Regions from separate parts of the Gossypium hirsutum genome. Here region 2 is linked to region 1. The links are chromatin contacts, called in public Hi-C maps. All regions are on one chromosome and are shown on one strand. The core of a region is the stretch at or near the end of the contact, and the rest is flanking DNA. Distances in the headings are between cores, read along the strand shown.

Region 1 (5,577 bases), core at 239-2,738:
TTTATTCGGCTAAATAATAGAAATACAATAATTACTAATACTTTTAGTCTTCGTGGGAATGATATCTATACTAACCATAGTTATAGTATTAATTGATAGGCGCATTTGTCTTAGTCAAATTGTTAGTCAATTTCGGATGCATCAAGTTTTTGGCTCTCTTCCTTTGAGGACACATCTCGTAGAAGAAATATGATCTCCCCTCCAATGAGAACTTAGGAAACAAGAAATAATGTCACTAAGTGGACTCTATGCCTCAACATATGTAAAAGCCCAAACAATAATTTCATAGGAGGCACGATTATTATCTAGAATGACAATGACAATGACATGTCTTTTGTCTTTGTCAAAAGTAGGGGTGAGCAAAACTCGACTCAATTCGAAAAAATTGAATTTTTTTTTAATTTTGAGGTAATCGAATCGATTTATTTGAGTTATTCGAATCAACTCGAATAAGTAATTCAAGTTTCTAGTTCAAATCGAGTTGAATTTTACAATTTGAATAACTCGAATAATTCAAATAACATATTGGTGTAAATACCCCTGTCAAGTTTGAAAATGAGTAAATCGGTCTCTCTCAACAAAATTACAAAAAAAATTTAAAATAATTTTAAAAAATTCAAAATAATTTTTAAAATTCAAAATATTTATAAAAATTCCAAAATTTATATTTTTTTAAAAAATTCTAAAAATTTCAAAAAAAATCCTAAAAATATATATAAAGAAAGTTGAAAAAATTAAAAAAATTCTAGAACAATAATTTTTTAGGTTTATCATACTAAAGTATTTTTTTAAATTATTTTTCTTTGAAAAAGTTTTTAAATATATATGGTTTCAAATTTATGTGCTCCAATATGAAATTAGTTATATTGTAACAGGATTTTAATTTAACGTGTTTAATTTATTTAATTTAACTTGAACATTTCACATTATTCGACCTTACTCGAATTTCATTTCACTCTACTTAATTCAAAATTAAATTAGAATAATAAAATAAAATTCGTCAACTCGATTAACTCAAAATTTTTTTTTATTTAATTTGATCGAATGACCCGCAATTAAAAGTGATAGAGTAACTTCAAAACTTGATTATCCTCGACAATATCTTTTCTTACAAGCTTGCTATTAAAGATTGTATGTGGATCAACATTATCCTCGACAAATCAAAGGCAGGGCGTACTCTTGTCCTAACTTTTTCAGGTTGTCCAAAAAAATCTTCAAAGTTCATCAAAATTGTTCAAGATAGAAACCACAATCTAACAACTTAGAAAGGAAAACAAGAAATTGGGCAAATAATATTTCTTTCTAATTGCCATGATTTTCCTTTGTTTTCATATTATTTGCGATTCAACGTACTTTTTTGGGGTTAAGAAAATTTCAAGAATTAATATTTATTGTTAGGGGTAAAAATTTACGTTCTCTTTTATTGGTCAAATAACGTGAAACTTTACCAGTTTAATCACCCAAACAGATCATCAAACATTCACACTAGATACGTGTCAGTAATGAACAGAATATTCTTTTTTGTTTTCAACATTCTCACCAAACGGCTTCATCTCCTCCGTGCACGTTCAGATCAACGGCTCACATTTCTCTTTTGTTTAGTATATAATGTATCCGACGACAGGTCTCAAGAAAATAGCGGAAATTAGCTGAGAAAAAAAAAAAAAAGGAAACAGAAAAAAGAAGAAGAAAGCTCGATTAGGGAACGGTGGCGTTTGATCGAGTGCACTTCTTCTCCGTCGCGTTTCATTTCTAGGCCTTTGATCTGATAGATTTCAGAACTTTTTTTCCCGATTTTTTTGATGATTCTTCTTTATTGAGGGAGATCGAAGATGTTGTCGTTGCAAAACGGAGTTGGGATCTCTAGGGCCGCTCCGTACGGCGTTGGAGTTTTCGATCGAGCTGATGAAACCTCCGATGCTGCGGCGGTAGCTGCTGGAAAATCTGCCGTTTATGCGGTGAAGCAGGAGCCGGCTTCTTCGTTCAGTATTGTGCCTCAGAATGGACATGATTCACATGAAGGTTCACATCTTCATTTTTTTATATCAATCGTTTAAATTATTGTTGTTTCTTAATTTTCGAGCTTAAATATTTATTTCTTTCATAAAAATTACAATAGACACGCAAAATATTAGACTATAGCAGTTCCTTTTTATTTTTTAAAACATGAAGTTTGATTATAATATTTCTTATTTGATTTCTTTAAAGCTATAATTTTGAGTTAGATCTGTCTTTTTGTTTTGGAAAAAATCGTGTTGATGCATAAATTTTAGACTTTTAGGGTTTTTTTTGGATCACCATTATTCGTTTTTAGCTTTCAAAATTGAAATAATTTAATTACTTTATGCCTGTCTGAAGAATTTATTATATATGCTTTAGTGTAAAATTCTAAATCCATAGAATATTTTATCTGTGTAACATCTTATTTTAATCGCTGATCTCACCAATGAGATGCAGTTGATGAAGATATGCACTTGGCTCTAGCTCATCAGATGTACAAATCTGGAAACTACAAACAAGCATTGGATCATAGCAGTGCTGTTTACAATCAAAACCCACTTCGTACTGATAATCTGCTTCTTTTGGGTGCTATTTATTATCAGGTAAAAGATTTCTTTTTTTTTTCTTCCTTTAACAAGGAAATTGTTTTGTAATTTTATATTAATGCTTTTGAATATGTTTGCAGTTACATAATTATGATATGTGCATCGCCAAAAATGAAGAAGCCCTTCGAATTGAGCCTCGTTTTGCAGAGTGCTATGGAAACATGGCAAATGCTTGGAAGGTACATGTTAATCTTTATATCAATTTTTTGAAGTTAAATAAAATAAAAAGAAAAGAAAAGAAGAGAAAGTTGTTGAAGAACTGATGGAGGTGTTTTTTTTCCCTAACATCTAGGAAAAAGGCGATATTGATGTTGCCATCCGGTACTATATGATTGCAATTGAGGTTTGTATATGGTTATAGAACCTCGTTTTGTTAGTTTTTTGTCTTTCTGTTTTGCTTGCCAAATCTGTTGTTAGATTGTTAATCTTTGCTTGATTTTGCATTGCTGCAGCTTCGACCTAACTTTGCTGATGCATGGTCGAATCTAGCAAGTGCTTACATGCGAAAAGGAAGATTTAATGAGGCTGCACAATGTTGCCGTCAAGCACTTCAACTGAGTCCTCTTCTGGTATATTTTAATCTGGTTATGTCTTATTATACTCCAGTTAAATGTTCTAAACTTATAATTCAGTACGATGTTCAACATTAAAATTTCTACTTTTTTTGTTTCTTTGTTTGCTTAGCAACTGTGACTCCGAATTTAAGATTTCAATAAGAGTTTCTGACCTCTGTGCAAGACATCTGACCTACATTGTTTTAATTGCCTTGCAGGTTGACGCTCATAGTAATCTTGGAAATCTAATGAAGGCACAGGGGCTGGTGCAAGAAGTAAGTGTCCACAAATGAAATGTTTATACTGTTTGATAGCCTAGCCTCATAACTGGCTGCCAGGGACGTGAAATCCTTGGGTTGAATTATGTTAAATTGTTAACTGATATAATTCACGCCTTTGGCATTACCATGTTGAAGTCTTCAACTAGGATTTGGTTGGACCTCATTCCGTTCCATCGTTTGGTGGAAGTGGTCTAATCTTTTGCTTGCTTTGAGTGTGTATGCTCATTGCTGAATTAACCTGGCCTTGACTCTTATCATCCTGCCCAATCAGAAAGTGAGGGGAAACATCCTTCCCTTATCTATAGATCTTTGTTGTGTATGTCTTTATCTGGTAAGTTACTGATGGAGGTAATTCATGTGTGGAACTGTGTCTCGATATCACAGTTCAATACAGATATCAACTTGTTATCTACAGGCCAGGGCTCAGATGATGGTTGGTCTTGTTATAACTTCATCTGCAGAGATCGAAATTGTCAGAACTAATGTTTTGTGCAGGCATACAGTTGCTATCTTGAGGCTTTACGCATACAGCCAACTTTTGCTATTGCATGGTCAAATCTTGCGGGTCTTTTCATGGATTCGGGTGACTTAAATCGAGCCCTTCAGTATTACAAGGTATGCAGAATCTTGTTTTTTTTATCTTGTTTTTATCTTGTCCAAATTCTGTAATTTACATCTTACTGATTGCTATAGATCACATGACCAACTTTTCAGTGCTGCTTCTTTTTTAATAATTTTCTATGAGATATAATCTACCATGCTTTCCCACCCCCCACTCAATTTTAGTGCTAAGAATTATTTTATGAGCAGCAATACTGATTTAATTTGCAAAATTTGAAATTGCAGGAAGCAGTTAAACTCAAACCCACATTCCCTGATGCCTACTTAAATCTTGGGAATATTTATAAGGTAAGCGATCTTGCCTTGTGCTCTTAATGTTTTGTTCTACAAGTGCCTGGGCTGTTCTTCTTGTGTTGGAGGAAAACAAGATATATCTTTTGTCTTTTCCAGGCTTTGGGAATGCCTCAGGAAGCTATTGTCTGTTATCAGCATGCTGTTCAGACTCGGCCAAACAATGCAATAGCTTTGGGTAAGTGCCTACTATATCACATGGATTTACTATATTTTCACTTTGATCAAGGATGAAAATTTTCTTTGACACTATTACTTGTTTTGTGCTGTAGTTTTTCTTCTTTTTAATTTATTGTACCTGTTATTGTGTTGCTTATTTTTTGAAAGCTATTTGGATTTTTATTATACGTTAAAGATAGTTGAGTTTAATAATGTTATTGAAGTACAAGTTATTTGACTCAATGATTTAGGGAACCTAGCTAGTACATACTATGAGCGAGGTCAACTGGATCTGGCAATCCTCCATTATAAGCAAGCCATTGCTTGTGATCAAAGATTTTTGGAGGCTTACAATAATTTGGTTGGTTTCCTCAATTTCTGTCAGATTGTAAACATCATAGTTTGCTTGTATGCTTTTTCTTTATAAATTTGCTAACTTCAATTTGCTTCAATCATTTTCTTGAAGGGAAATGCTTTGAAAGATGTTGGTCGTGTTGATGAGGCAATTCAATGTTATAATGTAGGCTTCTTTTTTCCTGCTCATTTAGGTTTTATTTTCTCTAATTACTGTTGTTGATCTTTTCAAGTTACAAATTTTCATTGCTGGGTGCAGCAATGTCTCACTTTGCAACCTAATCATCCGCAAGCACTTACCAACCTCGGGAACATATATATGGAATGGTACACTGTCCTCAAATTCTTGATACGCAGATTATTGTATTGCTGATTGTGTTGAATTTTTTAGTGTATGGAATTTTTACAAGTTTAACCTTGCAGGAACATGGTTGCTGCTGCTGCTTCTTATTATAAGGCTACGTTGTCTGTGACAACAGGCTTGTCTGCTCCATTCAACAACCTTGCCGTAATCTATAAGCAACAGGTGGTTCATTGGAATTTGATTCTGTTATTACCTTCGATACTAAATTATGTTAGCTAGTGCCTTTTTTCCTTGCCTCTTTTATCTAATGAGTATTAAATTTAATTTGTAGGGAAATTACGTGGAAGCTATATCATGTTACAATGAGGTATTGCGGATTGATCCCTTGGCAGCTGATGGGCTCGTAA
Region 2 (5,446 bases), core at 1,579-4,078, 33 kb before region 1:
TTTATACGTTATTCTTGTTAAACTATTTTATATATTATCTGTTTTAAGTTTTTATATGTTATTTTGTTATACCATTTTATATGTGAACGATTTTAAATTCTTTTATCATTTATCACAAACCTTTTATCATTATTTACTTTAAGATTTCATATATATATTACTTATACAAAATTATTCTATATACTTTTTATATATTATATGTATTTTTTTAATTTGTTTTCCATATAATATTTATTCACATACTATGTTTTCTTTGAAATTGTTATATATACTATTCATTTTAAGTTGTATTTTTAAGTTATTTTGTGTATTAATTATTTTAGATTGTATTATCCTATTCCCTTTAAATTGTTTTTTTAAATATCTATTTTTTTATTTTTTTGTATTACCTACTCAAATTGTTTAATTATTTATTTTAAATGGCATTATGTTATCTATTTAATTCTTTAATTATTATCATGGATATTTAAATAATATGCATTGTGTGATTTCTGCCATTGTAGTATAATTCGTTCATTCGTATTTCCATACTATTATCATTTGTTTGTGTAATATTGTATTCGCGTTATATCATTCCATGCTCCATGTTATATCTTTGTTTTACTTAGTTTAAATCATGTCATACATTAATCCAACATACTTATCCAACTCGGATCGCTTGATTTTTTTTATCCCAAACGAAGTAACATATGTCATTTAAATATCGTATTCGCTACTATTTAAAAATAAAATTTCAAAATAAGACAATGTTTCGCGTTCTAGAACATCGAGATATTTTGCCCTAACTTACGGGGTTTCAATTTTCTCGTTGATTCTAAATTGCCAAACATCCTTTTGAGTTTTAAAATACACGGAGTTCCAATTAAAATTAAAGACAAACTTGTGCTTGAAAGTTCATGGTATTGCATCCTAACTTACGGGATGTGATACTCCGATATCTTGAGATAAGGAAGTATTTAACAATCGTTTTGAGCTAATTCAAGAATTTTAAAATCGATATTAATAAAAAAGGATTGTATTTCAAATCTATTCCCAATTTTTAATTTTCGACATTAAGACACTAACTAATCAATTCGGTACCAATTTTTGGGCGTGTCGAGGGTGCTAATCCTTCCTCACACGTAACCGACTCCCGAACTTGTTCTCTTGAATGTCGTAGACCAAAATGCCATTTTAGTAAACTAAAATTGTTATTAAAACAAAGGTGATCCGATCACACCAAATAAAGATCGGTGGCAACTCCCGTTTTAATTTTTGTTTTCAAACAAAGTCGATGCCCATTTTCAAAAAAATGGTTTCGACAGACAGTATTTAATTGATTTGGTACCAATTTTGGGCTTAGTGAGGGTGCTAATCCTTCCTCATGCGTAACCGACTCCCAAACCTATTTTCTCATATTTTCGTAAGACCAAAATCATTGTTTTTTAGTAAAAAGAAATATTTTATTAAAATAACCAAATTTCTAGGTGATCCGATCACACCTAAACAAAAAATATTGGTGGCGACTCCACATTTTCATTTTTTCAAAAAGTCGATTCCCCATTTTTCTTTAAATCTGAAAAATGGTTTCGACACAATGATAAAATCTAAATTAATAAACGATTAAAATAAATAAGCACAAAGGCGAAATAAAAAGAAACTAAGAAACAATTGTAAAATATGATGAAGGAAATGATACATGGAACAAATTAAGATAGCCAACATGAAAATGACTTAAAACTGTATATGTGACAACTTAAAACCAATAGAGTGTAAAACAATTTAAATTACAACTATATGAAACCATTTCACATGAAATAATATAAATTTTAAAGGAATAATTTATGAAAGAAAATTTAAAACGAGTAACAAAAAATGGCTCAAGATAAATAACATATGAAGAGATTTTAAATAAATACAAATTTACGAGAAAGTATTGAAATTTTACTAAATAAATAGTAGGAAGACAAACAAGTAAATAAAAATAATTACATGAATAAAAGAATAATAAAACAGCTTGTAAAACAAATAAAAATGAAGATAAGCAAATAAACAAAAAAAATAATGAAATATTAAATAAAACAGTTTAAAAGATGACAAAAATAGTAGTAATAATAAAAATAACAATAATAATAGTAAATAATGCTAAATTAATTAATAATAAAATAATAAATGGGTAAACTCAAAAAAGAAAATATAATCACAATAAAAAGTAATAGCCATGATAGTAATAATAGTAATAGTAATATACGAGACAATGCATACACATGTATATATAACTAAATAATGTACATAAATTAAAAAGATAGTCTAATATAAATAATATATATAAAAATAATAGGTATTTAAGAATAAACATCATACGAATGTTTAAAGCAGAGAAATATAAAAGAGAATTTTTTTAAATTAAATGAACTATATAATAAAACAATTAAAATATGTACAAATGCAAGTAAAAAATAACATACTAAGACAAATGTAAAATCGATAATAATAACTCAGAATCATATACCCAAAAAAAAACCAAATAATAAATAAATTAATAGAAATTACATAAATTCAAATAAACAAACTTAATTGAAATAAATGCAAACTAAAAGGGGAATTAATAAATAAAATGAATCATTGAAACAAAATCAAGGGCTAAAATATAATGCGCGCAAATCAAAGAGGACTAAGAAACAAATAAAATAAATATCAAAATGAAATATTAAACCGTGGACTAATTTGAAATAACGCGCAAATTCCAGGGGAAGATTTAAAAAAACAAAGAGGTATAAACAGGGCTTAATCAAATGATGGCGTAAATACGAAGAACTAAAAGCACAAATTCTCCATTTGGAACGAAAACGCGTAGATCTGAGGGTAATTGGATCGGGTCTCGAGTCATGGCCATGGAACGACGTCGTTTTGGCGCTGTGATGTTGGGTGCAAAACGGCACCGTTTTGATGCCCTTATAAAGACCAAATTTTATTCTAAAACTCATTCCGACTGCCATTTTAAAAAAAAAACTGGAACTCTCCCCTCTTTTCTCTATTAGGGTTTTGAACCGTAGCCTTTTGCGCTGCCATTGTCAATCCACCGTTCCTCCACCATGACCGACGACCGACCATGCGCGAAATGGGCCTTTTAGCCCCGTTTCAAGGCGCGTTTGGGAGGCCAGATCTTCACAACCCAAAAACCCGGGGAAAGGAGGCCTCCTCTTCCCCTTTGGCTTCTCTTTCGACGACGGAAAGGGGAGGGGGCTCCGATGACGTCGCAACCGAGGGGAGATCCGGTAAGCCTCTATTTCCTTTTATTTTCGTCTTTTTATTTAAAATAGATTCGTAAAAAACTGAAAAGAAAAACAAAAAAAAATGAAGAGACAAAAAATTTAAACCAAACCTTTTCTTCTATTCCCTTTTTTGATTTTTTTGATCTCTGTATTACAATTTTTTTTATTTTTTAAAAAAAAATCCCCCTCAAATACAATCGGTTCCCCCCCCCCTTTTTTTACATTTCTGTTCTTTGGCTATATAGCCGAATTACAAGTCGCTATCACTGCTCTCTTTTTGTTGTTTCTCTACTGTTGCGTTTTGTCTTGGTTCTCTGTTCCTTTTCTGTTTTCTTTTATGTTTGTTTGCAGGTGTTACAAAGGCGATGGGACGGGGCCATTCTGGTGCAAGACTGAGCCTCGGGCGTTGGAGGTGCTGACAATGCACATGGGGTAGGTAGGCGCGGCGCCTAAGGAATCAGAAACCCTAGGGTTTCTGATTTGGTTTAGGTTTTTGGGCCTTTTGGGCTCCATAGGTTTGGGTTTAGTTGAGTTAGGATTTGTAATTGGGTTTGGATTTTGGGTTGTGAATTTAAACTGGACATTTTAATTTTAGTTTGGTTTTTTTGTCTGATTTGAGCTTATTGGGCCCGGGCAAATTTGGGCCCGTACATTGGGGATTTTGTTCGTGGTTTTTTAGGTTTGATTTAATCTATTTTGAAGTTAAGAATAGGTGAGCTTGTTGCTATTAGGGACTTTCTTGACGTAGAGTTTGAACTATGATAATGTGATTTTTTAATCCGATTGTTTAGAGGTTACTAATGCACTCGTTGCTTATCGAGTCAACTTTTTTGAATTTTGTACTATTCTTCAATATTATTTAGTGTTAAGATAATCTTTTTAACATCTGTTTTTCTAATAGACACGATAAATTATTAATAAGGCGACTCATAAAATGACTGGGTAGTCTCGTCTTATGCATTTCTAATAAACACGACAAATTATTAATAAGTCGACTCATAAAGTGACTAGGTAGCCTCATCTTATGCAGATCGCCAAACTTAGGGAAAATCCTCCCTATTAATAGTGTTAAGGAAAATGAGGATAAGCCTTCATCCTGGGGCTTGTTTTGTTCTGCCAAGTTTTATTAGTTGTGGTAATTGTCAACAATCAATAATACAAAACATGAAATAATATGAATAGCCAAAGGTGTTAGAAATCTCCCTAAATACTTTATTAAAAATAGATATAAAATTATTATTTTGAAATTGTGACCATAAGAATTATACTAACACAACAACATGGCGACACAATAAGAAGAACTTTCAATTTAACATAATAATTATAGGACATACAATACAGAGAAATAATAAAAATACAAGAAAATAAATAAATATAACACGAATGCATAAACACATAAATTTACATTAAAAATTACTTGTGTACCATAACTTATACAAGCAAATGATAAACAACACAAATTGTTATACCCATTATGTTATTGAAAAATATATGTAATAAATTAAAAATATATATAATAATAAATGCTTGAAATAGTAAAGTTGAAAAAAAATAATCAAAGATCGTTAATTTTTTTTGTTTGAATCTCATTATGCATAAGTAGTTTTCTAGATTTTATATGAAAAGATAAAATTATCTTTAAATTAATATCTATTGCTTATTAAAAATAAGAAAATTTTAATAAATTCATTACTGAGTTAGTGACTCGATTGAGAATAACATCAACCTAATAAAATATTTAAATATGATAATAGGTAGATAATAGTTTAAGAATTAATTTTAAGATAATTTGTATTTTTTTTGGGAAAAGGAAATTTCATTAAAAAAAATCATGGCTTAGTGCTCAAGTTTTCTCTGCTTGTTTTACCCCTCTTATACGTAAATTTTTTTTCCCAGTTTTGTACTTAATTAATCATTTCATTACTCGGTTCAGTGCATTTTTTATAACAGTGTTAAAAAAATCGATTAACGTGTGGCACAAATTCAAATGAGTAGTATGCAAATCCAATCAATCTAATGTGTCATGTGGTATTTAGATTTATTTAAAATAAAAATATTAATTTTAATTAAAAATAGAAAATTAAATATTAAGAAACATCTTTGACTTTGACCTACTATTTGACATTGGTCATCATTTACCTATGTTGACCCGATGTTGATCACTATTGATCGGCATTGACTGACTGTTGATC

Evidence for each region. Hi-C and Micro-C count contacts between places; a contact is called where the count stands out from the background.
Region 2: a Hi-C map of fibers shows a contact between it and region 1, with 1.8 times the contacts expected there. The contact joins the enhancer-like site here to the promoter of LOC107893178 in region 1. A contact is called at or near these places in 7 of 34 Hi-C or Micro-C datasets (fibers, hypocotyl and leaf).

Annotation. Positions count from the first base shown.
Region 1 is chrA13:103,071,644-103,077,220 of Gossypium_hirsutum_v2.1, reverse strand. LOC107893178 (probable UDP-N-acetylglucosamine--peptide N-acetylglucosaminyltransferase SEC) reads left to right here and starts at 1,488. Exons shown (of 27, transcript XM_041085515.1): 1 at 1,488-2,022; 2 at 2,458-2,603; 3 at 2,687-2,785; 4 at 2,899-2,949; 5 at 3,059-3,175; 6 at 3,379-3,435; 7 at 3,937-4,056; 8 at 4,288-4,350; 9 at 4,453-4,531; 10 at 4,764-4,873; 11 at 4,979-5,032; 12 at 5,126-5,193; 13 at 5,290-5,392; 14 at 5,502-5,577. The coding sequence starts at 1,833.
Region 2 is chrA13:103,106,218-103,111,663 of Gossypium_hirsutum_v2.1, reverse strand. No RefSeq gene overlaps it. Among protein-coding and RNA genes, the nearest start is that of LOC107893179, 23 kb to the left of the region's middle. Within about 2 kb of position 2,828, at least 9 of the 9 cell types and tissues checked have an H3K27ac peak or open chromatin away from gene starts, as enhancers often do. A contact at or near this core is called in fibers, hypocotyl and leaf, where this site is marked.